Linked DNA regions of Gossypium hirsutum: regions 1 and 2 are each linked to region 3. Evidence: chromatin contacts called from public Hi-C data. All regions are on one chromosome and are shown on one strand. The core of a region is the stretch at or near the end of the contact, and the rest is flanking DNA. Distances in the headings are between cores, read along the strand shown. Region 1 holds the start of LOC107917877 (monosaccharide-sensing protein 2). Region 2 holds the start of LOC107917103 (protein CUP-SHAPED COTYLEDON 3). Region 3 holds the start of LOC107917145 (MLO protein homolog 1).

Evidence for each region. A called contact is a pair of places that touch in the nucleus more often than the background predicts.
Region 1: a Hi-C map of leaf shows a contact between it and region 3, with 2.2 times the contacts expected there. The contact joins the promoter of LOC107917877 here to the promoter of LOC107917145 in region 3. A contact is called at or near these places in 2 of 34 Hi-C or Micro-C datasets (both in leaf).
Region 2: a Hi-C map of leaf shows a contact between it and region 3, with 3 times the contacts expected there. The contact joins the promoter of LOC107917103 here to the promoter of LOC107917145 in region 3. A contact is called at or near these places in 12 of 34 Hi-C or Micro-C datasets (callus, hypocotyl, leaf and 1 more).

What each region holds. Positions count from the first base shown.
Region 1 is chrA01:19,322,035-19,325,595 of Gossypium_hirsutum_v2.1, reverse strand. It overlaps LOC107917877 (monosaccharide-sensing protein 2), which reads right to left and starts at 1,963. Exons shown (of 6, transcript XM_016847258.2): 1 at 1,673-1,963; 2 at 801-920; 3 at 126-686. The coding sequence starts at 879.
Region 2 is chrA01:19,278,739-19,282,099 of Gossypium_hirsutum_v2.1, reverse strand. LOC107917103 (protein CUP-SHAPED COTYLEDON 3) reads right to left here and starts at 1,981. Exons shown (of 3, transcript XM_016846485.2): 1 at 1,458-1,981; 2 at 1,079-1,353; 3 at 1-783. The coding sequence starts at 1,710. The coding sequence ends at 211.
Region 3 is chrA01:19,502,833-19,506,380 of Gossypium_hirsutum_v2.1, reverse strand. LOC107917145 (MLO protein homolog 1) reads right to left here and starts at 2,040. Exons shown (of 14, transcript XM_041115526.1): 1 at 1,872-2,040; 2 at 1,734-1,791; 3 at 1,371-1,636; 4 at 1,171-1,287; 5 at 1,024-1,084; 6 at 817-902; 7 at 194-272; 8 at 11-98. The coding sequence starts at 1,991.

The sequences.
Region 1 (3,561 bases), core at 714-3,213, 180 kb after region 3:
AGTAGAGCAAGCAAACAAGTTATACTATTAGCTCCTAGTAGTGTATCTAACCATTCAACGGCCAAGTCCCCTATATTTTCAACATGTTCAAAGGAAAGGGGAGAAAAATAAGGAAAAAAAAAAACCTGAAACATCTTCCCTGCCACGTAATCTCTGAAGAACCTGTTTAGCTTCAAGCATTCTTCCTTTACTCACAAGCCACCGAGGAGATTCGGGCAAATAAAAAACCGTAAAGGCAAAATAGAGGAGAGACGGGATGGATAGAACCCCAAGCATCAACCTCCAACTTGGTGAGTCCATCAATGACATCCCAAAAACCATACAATAAGATAGAAACATTCCCCCGGAACCAGTGAATTGTGGTAACGTATTTAACAATCCCCTTATCTCAGATGGGGCAGTCTCAGATATATAGACTGGGACAAGAGTCACGGCTAAACCAATTCCAAATCCATCTAATAGCCTGGCTAGGCACAAAATATAGACATTAGGTGACCACAACATTACCAAACCACTGACAAAATAAAGCATTGAAGACATTATCAGCATTGGACGCCGACCAAGCCAATCTGATATAGCTCCTGAGCATGTTGTAATAGCTGTTGCTCCTATCAGTGACATAGCCACCACTAGACCTTCAACGCTAGTTCCTAGATCGAGGTCATTCTTAATGTACACAATTGCTCCTGAAAGCACAAATGAATAAAACAAGTACAAGATGTTTGTTGGAAGCATGGAAACACCATGATGCTGAGAAGAAATAAACAGGTAACAAATATCAATGTGAAAGAAGGAAGTACCAGCAATGGTAGCATTATCCCATCCCTGCAAAAAGTTACCAATTGTAGCAGCAATGGCTACAAGAGCATCACCCCTCATCTCTTTTCAACAATGAATCAAACACCTTGCCTGGAACTTATCTGCAAGCAGAGAAGAAACCTGGATCACAAATCAACCATTCCTCCATCTTTATTTGAAAGACACCAAACATTGAATTGCATTTAATCAACCCACCTAGACTCTACCCCAAAACCATGGCAATAGCACATCAACCCCCCCCCCCAAAAAAATTACTCAAAAATAAAACAAAACTATTCATTGCACCAAAAATATTTATATCTTTTAGTAGCTGTTAGTGACCTTGTATTGTATGAGCCAAAAAGGAGAAGTGAACCTTTTGAGACAGAATTTAAAGTACAGAAGATGGAAATCTATATATTAGAGAGAGAGAGTTTGAAAAAGAAAACTTTTACTTAAATTATTGTGAGACAGAGGAAGGGATGGCTGTTGTAACTAGATACTAGCACTAGTACCAGAGAAGAGAAGAAAAGAGTCCTTCCTGTAGTAGCAAGTAAATGAGATTTTGGGGTCTCGAAGTCAAATGCACAACCACCATTCTTCACCATATTGTCAAACAGAAACCACTCAGCCAGTCACAACAAGAGAATCATATAGTACTATGCATCCAATATTCTTAATACTTAATCTATGGCTACCCAAGTTGAAGGAGCTGGGTGAAGGTGGAGAAGAGAGATAAGGATTATCTTGTGCCTAATAGATAGCATATGTGAGATATTATTTTAATAATAAATAAAAAAAACTTAATATATTCCATGCTAACACCAAGACAATAACAATGGTAACTTGGTTGTGAATATTTATTGGTTCTCACCCGCTCCACCTTTAAGTGATAATAATTGATAAAGATGCTGCTGCTTCTGCTCAGACTCAGTGGACCTCAGCTAGTACAGATGGATTGCTAACTTTTGGCATGATTGTACTGTCTTTTGGATAGAAAGGTAATAATGGGGGAAAAGGCAATCTGAAAATCAAACTCTGACATATATCTATATAAACAAATAATAAAATGAGTAGGATGGGAATAATAAGAGTGCAAATTAAGATGTATGAAAAGAAGAACGTAGGTTGGGAGTAGGGACGGAAGGTGCAAGACTCTTGGAATAGAAAGTAGAAAGACTATTAGTTATCTGTTTAGTAGTAAATCAATAGTAGAGTGAGACTTTTGGAGGGTGCACATGTTTGCCATGTGGATGTGGGGCTGCCTTTAGTCACGTTGAGTCTAGAGCTGCCAGATATTTACTACTTGTTTGTTTGCCATTTTCTAGTCCTAATTGCACCAAATGTTGTTAAACTACCCATATGTTCATCACTAAAACTTTAACATGTTTTTACTTTTTCTGACCGCTTCTTAGTTACTTTCTTCTTTTCCTCATAAAAAATCAAACGATGATATTATTAATAATTTTAATACTATTAATTTTATAAATTTATTTTTTTAACTCTCCCTTTTGTTTTATGCATTTAATGTTTAATTAGTTTTTACAAATATTGTATTTTAACTTACAATAATTAATGCAAAATAATATTTTTTTATTTGAATAATTAAATATAATAAATTATATAATTTTTTCAATTCAAATATTATAATTAAAGTATTTTTAACATATTCAACATACAATATGCAAATTTAGTTCCTGTAATTAATGCAAAGTAGCATTACTCTGAATAATAACTAATTAACATAATTAACTCTAATATTAATTAAGTAACAATAAATATGCTTAAAATCATATTCAAATAATAACTCTATTTTGCATCAAAAAAATTAGCACAACTTTTGTTTATATCAATTAATAATTCTAGATTAAATATTATGGTTACTTTTAAATGTGAATTTAATAATATGAAGAAAAATAAAGGGTATTATCATTAGTTTAAAAGTTTATTCAAACTCGTGTTTTTATATATATTATAGATTAATAGACAAATAATTATTTTTATATTAATTTAATTTAAATAAATAATTTATTAGAGTATATATTTTTTTACATAATCTTTTATTTTCATTACTTAATTAAGAGTATTTTATTTTATATTTTCATTTAATATTTTTGTTTTTAGAATTAAATTAGTGAAAATAAAATTTATACTTACTAATTTAAAATATGACCTAATTCTTTTTGTATTTATTTATAACCAATAAAAAGGAAAAGTATAATAAATATTGAATGTTTTTAGGAGTCAATAAACTTTTATTGTTTTTTTTTTGTATTTTAGAGAATGAAAAACAAATTGCCAAAAGAATAAAGAAGAAAGAAACAAAAGAATGCGAAGAAAGAAAAAATAGTATTAAAATATAGATGTCAATTAATTCAATATTTTATAATATATTTTTAAAATATTAAATTAAATTATAATATATTATTTATTTATATAAAACAAAAATGAAAAATTGAAATATGTTGGGCAAACTATATCATTAGTTACTAAATTATAGGTAAATTTTTACTTTAGTCACTTAATTGAAAATAATTATAATTTAATCAATAAATTATTCAAAAATTTATCTCGATCTAATTGTTCACGTATATTATCCTTAGGAATTCTACCTTGCTCCCAAGTCAATCATAGCACCTAGAAACCCAAATCACTTAAAACATAATCCCCAAGTAAGTGACCCCAGCCCTCTAAAATAGAAAATTACATCATTTAAAAATTTTAAAAATTTAAATTAGTAAAGATAAAATTGTATATTCTTCT
Region 2 (3,361 bases), core at 732-3,231, 220 kb after region 3:
ACAAAGTTACGTGCATGGATTGGGTTCAGAGTTTTTGTAGGATACTCATTTACATTTTACACCAACAAGCCAGCACAAACACTTCAGATAAAAAGAAAGTCATGGATATAGGGATAGGGTCCTAACACTAACAATATGATATCTTAACTAACAATCTTAATCTAGAAAGCAATTGAAGTGACCCCAGGCCTCAGTCGCAACACCTGACCTTCAGAGTTCAGCGAACCCCAACACACTATTATTATAATCCACGTCGAAAAACATGGGATCTTGACAAGGGTTGGGATGCATCTTCTCCATCCAACTCAAGGTGGAATCAGGCAGTTGGAAATTGGAAAAGTTAGCTTCTGTCTTGCACTGTTTGGGAATAGTAGCAGCTGCTTGTTCCCTCAAAACGCATTCTTGATGTGAGAGGAGGGACTTGAAGAGCATCGATGCGGCTGCTGATGAGTTGCTGCTGGCGTTCTTGTCGGGTGTGCTACTAAAGGTGGTGGGAGTGGCTGTAAAGGAGGGTTGGAACCCATTAGCTGGATACACAACCGGGTTTATTAAGCTTTTCAGGTCATGTTCCAGAAAAGAGTTATGGGCAGCCTGCATTGAAGTTTGGGTTTGAGATTCTAACAACGGAGTTGAGGTTTCAAGCAGTGGACGGAAGCAATTTGTTGTTTTTGTTGTTGAAGATAATGAAGAAAGTTCCAAGATATAGCCTAGCCCTTGCGCAGCAGCTACCCCATTTTTCTTCTCACCTGTTTTGTGTATTATTCTGCAAATCACCCATTCTTCCTGCAAAATATAACACCATTTCAATATTAAACCATGCGTAGTATTTGACAATTCAGTGTTACATGCTCATGCTTTTAGCCTTTTCCAAATCTTGTTTAAATTGTGCATGAACAATAAACATGTAACTAGTAAGTGAAGGCAATCACATCAGAAATTACTCTACAGTTTCATCATATCATTGTTATTATTAGCATTCAGCTGAGCAGAATATGTCAACCCAGAAAACGACAAAAAGGAAAAAAAAAAGTGGGAAGGGGGTGTCTGGTGGGATTCCCACCGGTGCACATGTACCAACCTTGCACGTGTGGCGGCAGGAGAAGTCACCGTCTAAACGGTACTCATGCATGACCCACATCGTCTTCACTCCACGGGGTGCTCTGCCTTTGTAGAAAACAAGGGTTTTTTTCATGCCAAGTAAAGCTCCAGTGGAGGCACTGTACACTTCCCTATCTTTTCCGGTGGCTTTCCAGTACCCAGCTCCAGTCGCTCTATTTGTTCTCACTCCCGTTGGGTATTTCCTGTCCCTCAGGCTGAAGAAGTACCACTCCCTTGCCCCCATTTTCGCCACATCTTATCCATTTACCATCATCAACAGTACACTAAATAGTTAGACCCACCATACACATGTACACAATGACACACTAATAAATATTGAGTGTTAATTTATTATATACCTGGAAGCTCCCAAGGTTCACATCGGTTAAGGTCAACCTCAGCAATGTCCACTCCACAGAAGCTTCCATTGAATACCTTTGAAGCCAAATAAAATGTTATGAGTTCTTCATCAGTGGGGTGAAACCTAAATCCCGGCGGCAACCCTTGCTCGTTCACTTCTTCCCCGCCAAGTTCACTTAAAACTTCCTCCACTGCTAACATCTTGTTGAGAGTAAAGGCTAGTTGTTGTGACTGGAATGAATGGAGGAACATGCAAATATTTGAACAAGATAAAAAGGTATTTGGGGAGGGTTGAATCGAGGCCTTGAAAGGCTAGGGAAGAGCTGCCAAAAAAAAAAAGGAGAGATTGGAATATGTAAATGTAATAGAGAGAGGGGGGGTAGTAAATGCAAAGTCGGTTGCAGAGGACAGAGATTTATGCGTGCGTATGTGAGCATATTGAAAAAGAGAGAGAAAAGAGAGATGAGTCAGTAAGGTACGTTCTATGATGGATGGATAACCACGGGAGGGAGGGATAGCTCACTCACAGGACACAACACAACAGTGAGATCATCATCATCACTCAATTCTTCTCTTCTCTTTTTTCTAGACAAAATTTAACATTAGTTTAGTTTGTACAACAATTAGATCGCCAAATCTTGAATACGGGTAGTTCTTTCGCTTTCCCTTTCCCTTTCTTTTCATTTTCTTTATATTTCTTTATATATATAATATAATACATACGTAATCTTGGTCCATTTAATGTTAGATATAACAAGCTTATACAAATAACACGAGCTCTACTTGTTTGAGATTAACAAGACTAAACTCAAACGTATGTAATAATTCAAATAAGTTGGAAATGGAAAATTAGTATAGTAGTTAAAATGGAGGTGATACCTGGGAATTGGAGCCGAGCCATGTTACCCGCAAACCTAGCTACCTGATGATTGATGAAGGTGTTTTAATTGATTAATTAATGGGGGGGTGGGTGCAGCTGAGCTCTAGAAAATGTCGGCGTTGCACGTGTAGCATGAGCAGGTAATTTAAAGGGTATCGTAGGCTGCTATTGTTTCTCTCTCTCTCTCTCTCTCTCCCTCTATTACTCTCTAGTAACTACGTATGCATAACATAAACATAGATCATGGTGAGTAGGCCAAGTAAAAGATAACACCACCACCCAGCAACAGGATATCCTTCCTGACTCCTGGCTTTTGCACGTATATCGCAGTAATTAGGCCTTAATCAGCTTCTTTATATTCTATACATTACATCCATGCATATACATTCATAGGAATACTACAAGTTTGGTTTACTTTAGGTTGTGTAAATCTAAGATCCATAAATGATAAAACACCTCCTCTCCTTCACATGGTGGTGCTCCCCAGCTATGTAGGTAGCTAGCTAGATCCCTAGTGAGTAGGTGTTAGTTCTTCTTTTTCAACGTGTTTTCTTTTTCGTTTCTCTCTGGTCTGGCCAGCTAAGCTAGCTCTGATTATTGAGCACCTTTTTTTTCTCCTCGTGGGGCAAAAATTAGAGGAAACATGTAGGGTCAAATTTCTACTAACCAATCAAAGGAGAGTGGCCCAGTCAACTCTGCTAGGCCTGGCCATCAATTTACGACTTAAAACACTCTATGTTTGTTAACAACTGTATTATGAAGAAAAACCAAGAAAGAAGAATGAACACGTTTAATCTCTTCTGATATTATTTGCTTACTTTCAACAATACATGAATAGAATTTATACTTAAATGACTAACTGCTATAATTAGCTGTTTGCTAATTACTTGCTAACAATATTTTAGCCTGTATAACAAAACAGTATAACAAAACAGTAACAGACTAACAGAGTCTATACTCTAATATTCACCCAGCTTCACCTAGTTTCGACTTGAAGCAAACTATGAAACCTAGCCAAAAGTG
Region 3 (3,548 bases), core at 791-3,290:
TTAAACAGACCTGATACCGACAACGACTTTGAAATCGTCTTCCATGGATCTTTTGATGTATTTATGGAAGTCAAATTTTGTGTTAGCCGCAAATGTGCCTGAATTAATCATTAATATTTGGTGATTAAAGTTGAACTCACCAGCTGAGCAATTTGCTAATCAAATTATTAGATGATGTACGCCGGCCAATTACTTACGTTGATAAAGCCATTGCGCATGGTCAAATAGTCCACCTTGCTCACCGAACCAAAGAATTGCCTGAAGAAGGCCACCTATAATTATATTTTTAGATTTTTTTATTCCAGCTAACCAAATATACTCAAAAGTAAATATATAAATCTTTTTAGTTTATTAATATATCAAAAATTAATCAGAAATGTAAAACTGTAAAATTGCATAACTCAGTTTGTCTCTCTACTTATTTACACTCCAATTTAAAAAAAAATCTATTTAATTTTTGTCTCTTTTATGCTTTAAATTTGCGTTATTTATTAAATCACCTTTAACATAAATGAAAAACTTTAATGTTTGTTAACTTTGCTTGTATGCCACACCAACAATTAAATAGATTTTTTTGTAAAATTAGAGTGTAAATAAATAGAGAGATATGATAAATTAAAGTTTTCCTCCTAATTTTTAGCATTTTTAATTGGATTTAAATTTTGTGAGAAAAAAAAGCTGAAAATCAAGAAAAACAAATCTTATTTTTCATTCTCCTGTTGAAAAAGGGATATGGACAGGGACAATGTGGAATTATAATTTCCTACCGTACTTAATTCTCCAAATAAAATTAGTAAGAAATTAGAAGAGTCTTACTATCCATCTCATGCCCGGAATTGTGGAGAAACCAGAATGACGTTTGACGAAGGAAGTTTGATGGGTTAATCTGAACCTTGAAGGATCTGATGTGTAACATATACAAATGCAAGTATCAATATAAATCACCATTTCCAAACTTTTTTTTTTCCATACAACCTTCATAATTTAGACCTAAAAGGCAAGGTGAAAAGTAGAAAGACTAACCATTTCTGTACTGATACTCGAGAGTTTTAGTTTCTGATTCCCAGGACTCCCATTTCTTCATCTGTTCAAATTCAATTCACCACAACTATAATATCAGCTCTACAACCAAACCAGTTGATCTTCAAGGGGAAAAGAAAAAAAACTTACTTTGGCCTTAGCCAGTAGAATGGTGGCTACACTGTAAAGAACATGAAAGACAGCAAGCGCAAATATGAATATGTGCAAGTCGTGCATCCCGCTTTGTGTAATCAGGGCAACTTTACCCTATCATTTCATATAGAAATTAATGATCAGGTTAATTATCAACAATGTTGAAAATAGATTAAAAAAAAGGGCCGGCGGCATACTTTAGGGCAAGAATCTTTTCCTTTGGATGAAGCCAAGACTCGACGCCAAACCATATCTTCAGCATAAGAAAGTAACTTTCTCCGGCGATCTTCATCGCCGCCGCCTCCGCCCCCTTTGTTGCTATCTTTACCACTATCTCCTGCATACCCAGGCTTCCGTTTGCATGGAAGCATCGTATATCCTATCTTTTCTGGGATACATATCGCTGGAATGGAATATGTTCCTATAGTAAGTAGTAAGGATATGAATCCCAGTAGCATCAACTCTGCAAATTATAATGGAATTTAATCTATTAAGGGTTAGACTGCAGTTTGCCTACAATATGATGAACAAGTACTATATATATATACATATAACCTAACCAGCTTTTATTTTCTCTAAAGCTTCCATCATGGCTTTCTTCTGGCGTTTTTGAAACCACTGCATGTCATCAACAAAGGTTATAATCATAATCATAATCATAATTATTAGTATGAAATTTTCATTAGTAGATTAAATACCTTTCCCAGAGAATGAATTCCATGTTCTATGAATATAGATATGATCACAAATATTGCACACACAACTGCAACAGCCCATGTTGGCGTTTCCTCCAGTGACCTTTCCTTAGGGGTAGCCATTTTTGCAAAAACCAAAACGCTTAGTAATGTAAAAGTATAACAAGAAGGCGGAAAGCATATAAAAATGGAGTGAAGAAATGCAAGTGGGCAGCGCGTTTGGATTTGAGACACGGTTTCTATGAACAAAAGTTTGTCATGATTTGCATGGTTTTATGTGGAAGGTTGGTGATGGGCAATGTGGTGATCTAAGTTAACAATCCCGTAGCTTAGGACAATATAGATTAATCAAGCCGGCCAATGCAGCCAATCCAAGGGTGAGAATTAATGTAATAAAGAAACAGATATTGGGATCCACCGGTGGTTATTTATATTCAATTATCACTTAGTATTAATCAACACCCATCTGATATATATTTTATTTTGTGTGAGATTGAAAGGTGTTGGACTGTCTCAAAACCCTGGTCCACAAGCCTGACTTTCTCCTGTCTAGACATATTCTACAATTCTAATTACAATTTTAGGGAATAATAATAATATACTTTTCGGTTTTTTCCTTTTTAGTGATTGAACTTGATAACTAGACTCATTTTGATACTTGAACTTAAATTTTATCAAGATTTAATGATGTGATTAGTTTTACTAAAATAGGACCGGATCAAACGGGTGGAGAGTTAGACAATATAACGGTCGAACAAAAGAGTTGACTTAATTAACTCGATAACTACTTGATATTGGTAAAAATAAAAAATTAAGACAAAAATCGATAGTTAAGCAGGTTCAACCGGTTTAGTAATTTTTAAAAAAATTTATGATTTTTTATTATTTATTTAATTATTGTTGATTCAGTGGTCGAATTGATCGAACTAATTGAATAAAAAATGGGTGGTTTGATTTGTTCAACCACCAATCTAATTATTAAAAGGGTAAACTATAAAAGTAGTCACTTTTGTTTATCTCATGTTACATTTTAGTCACTTATGTTTAAAATGTTACGTTTTAGTCACTTATGTTATTATTTTGTTACGAAGTGATCACTCTTCCGTCAAGTTCTGTTATTTCCCTAACGGTAATCCTACGTGGTAGTCCAACTAGATATTACTGAACTGCTAATACATACTTCATCCGGATTAAGTATGCATTATTAAAATTAAATTAAAATATTAAATAAGAAATAAAATTATAAAACAATATGTTATTTGGAAAATAACTATTATTGTAATGAGATACGTGTTTTATTAGGTATAAATATTTAAAATTTTGTTTTTGTAATGTGATACATGCGTAAATATATATATAATCATATTAGTGAATCTGCTAATACAACATCCAGACGAAGTACGTATTAGCAGATTCAATAATATCTAGTTGGACTACCACGTAGGATTACCGTTAGGAAGATAACAGAACTTAACGGAAGAGTGACCACTTCGTAACAAAATAATAACATAAGTGACTAAAACGTAACATTTCAAACATAAGTGACTAAAATATAACATGAGGCAAACAAAAGTGACTATTTTTATAGTTTACCCTTATTAAAATAGTAAATATGACACATTGAGATTATACACCACATCATCACCTAAAATTTTTATATAAATTTTTTAAGTAATGATG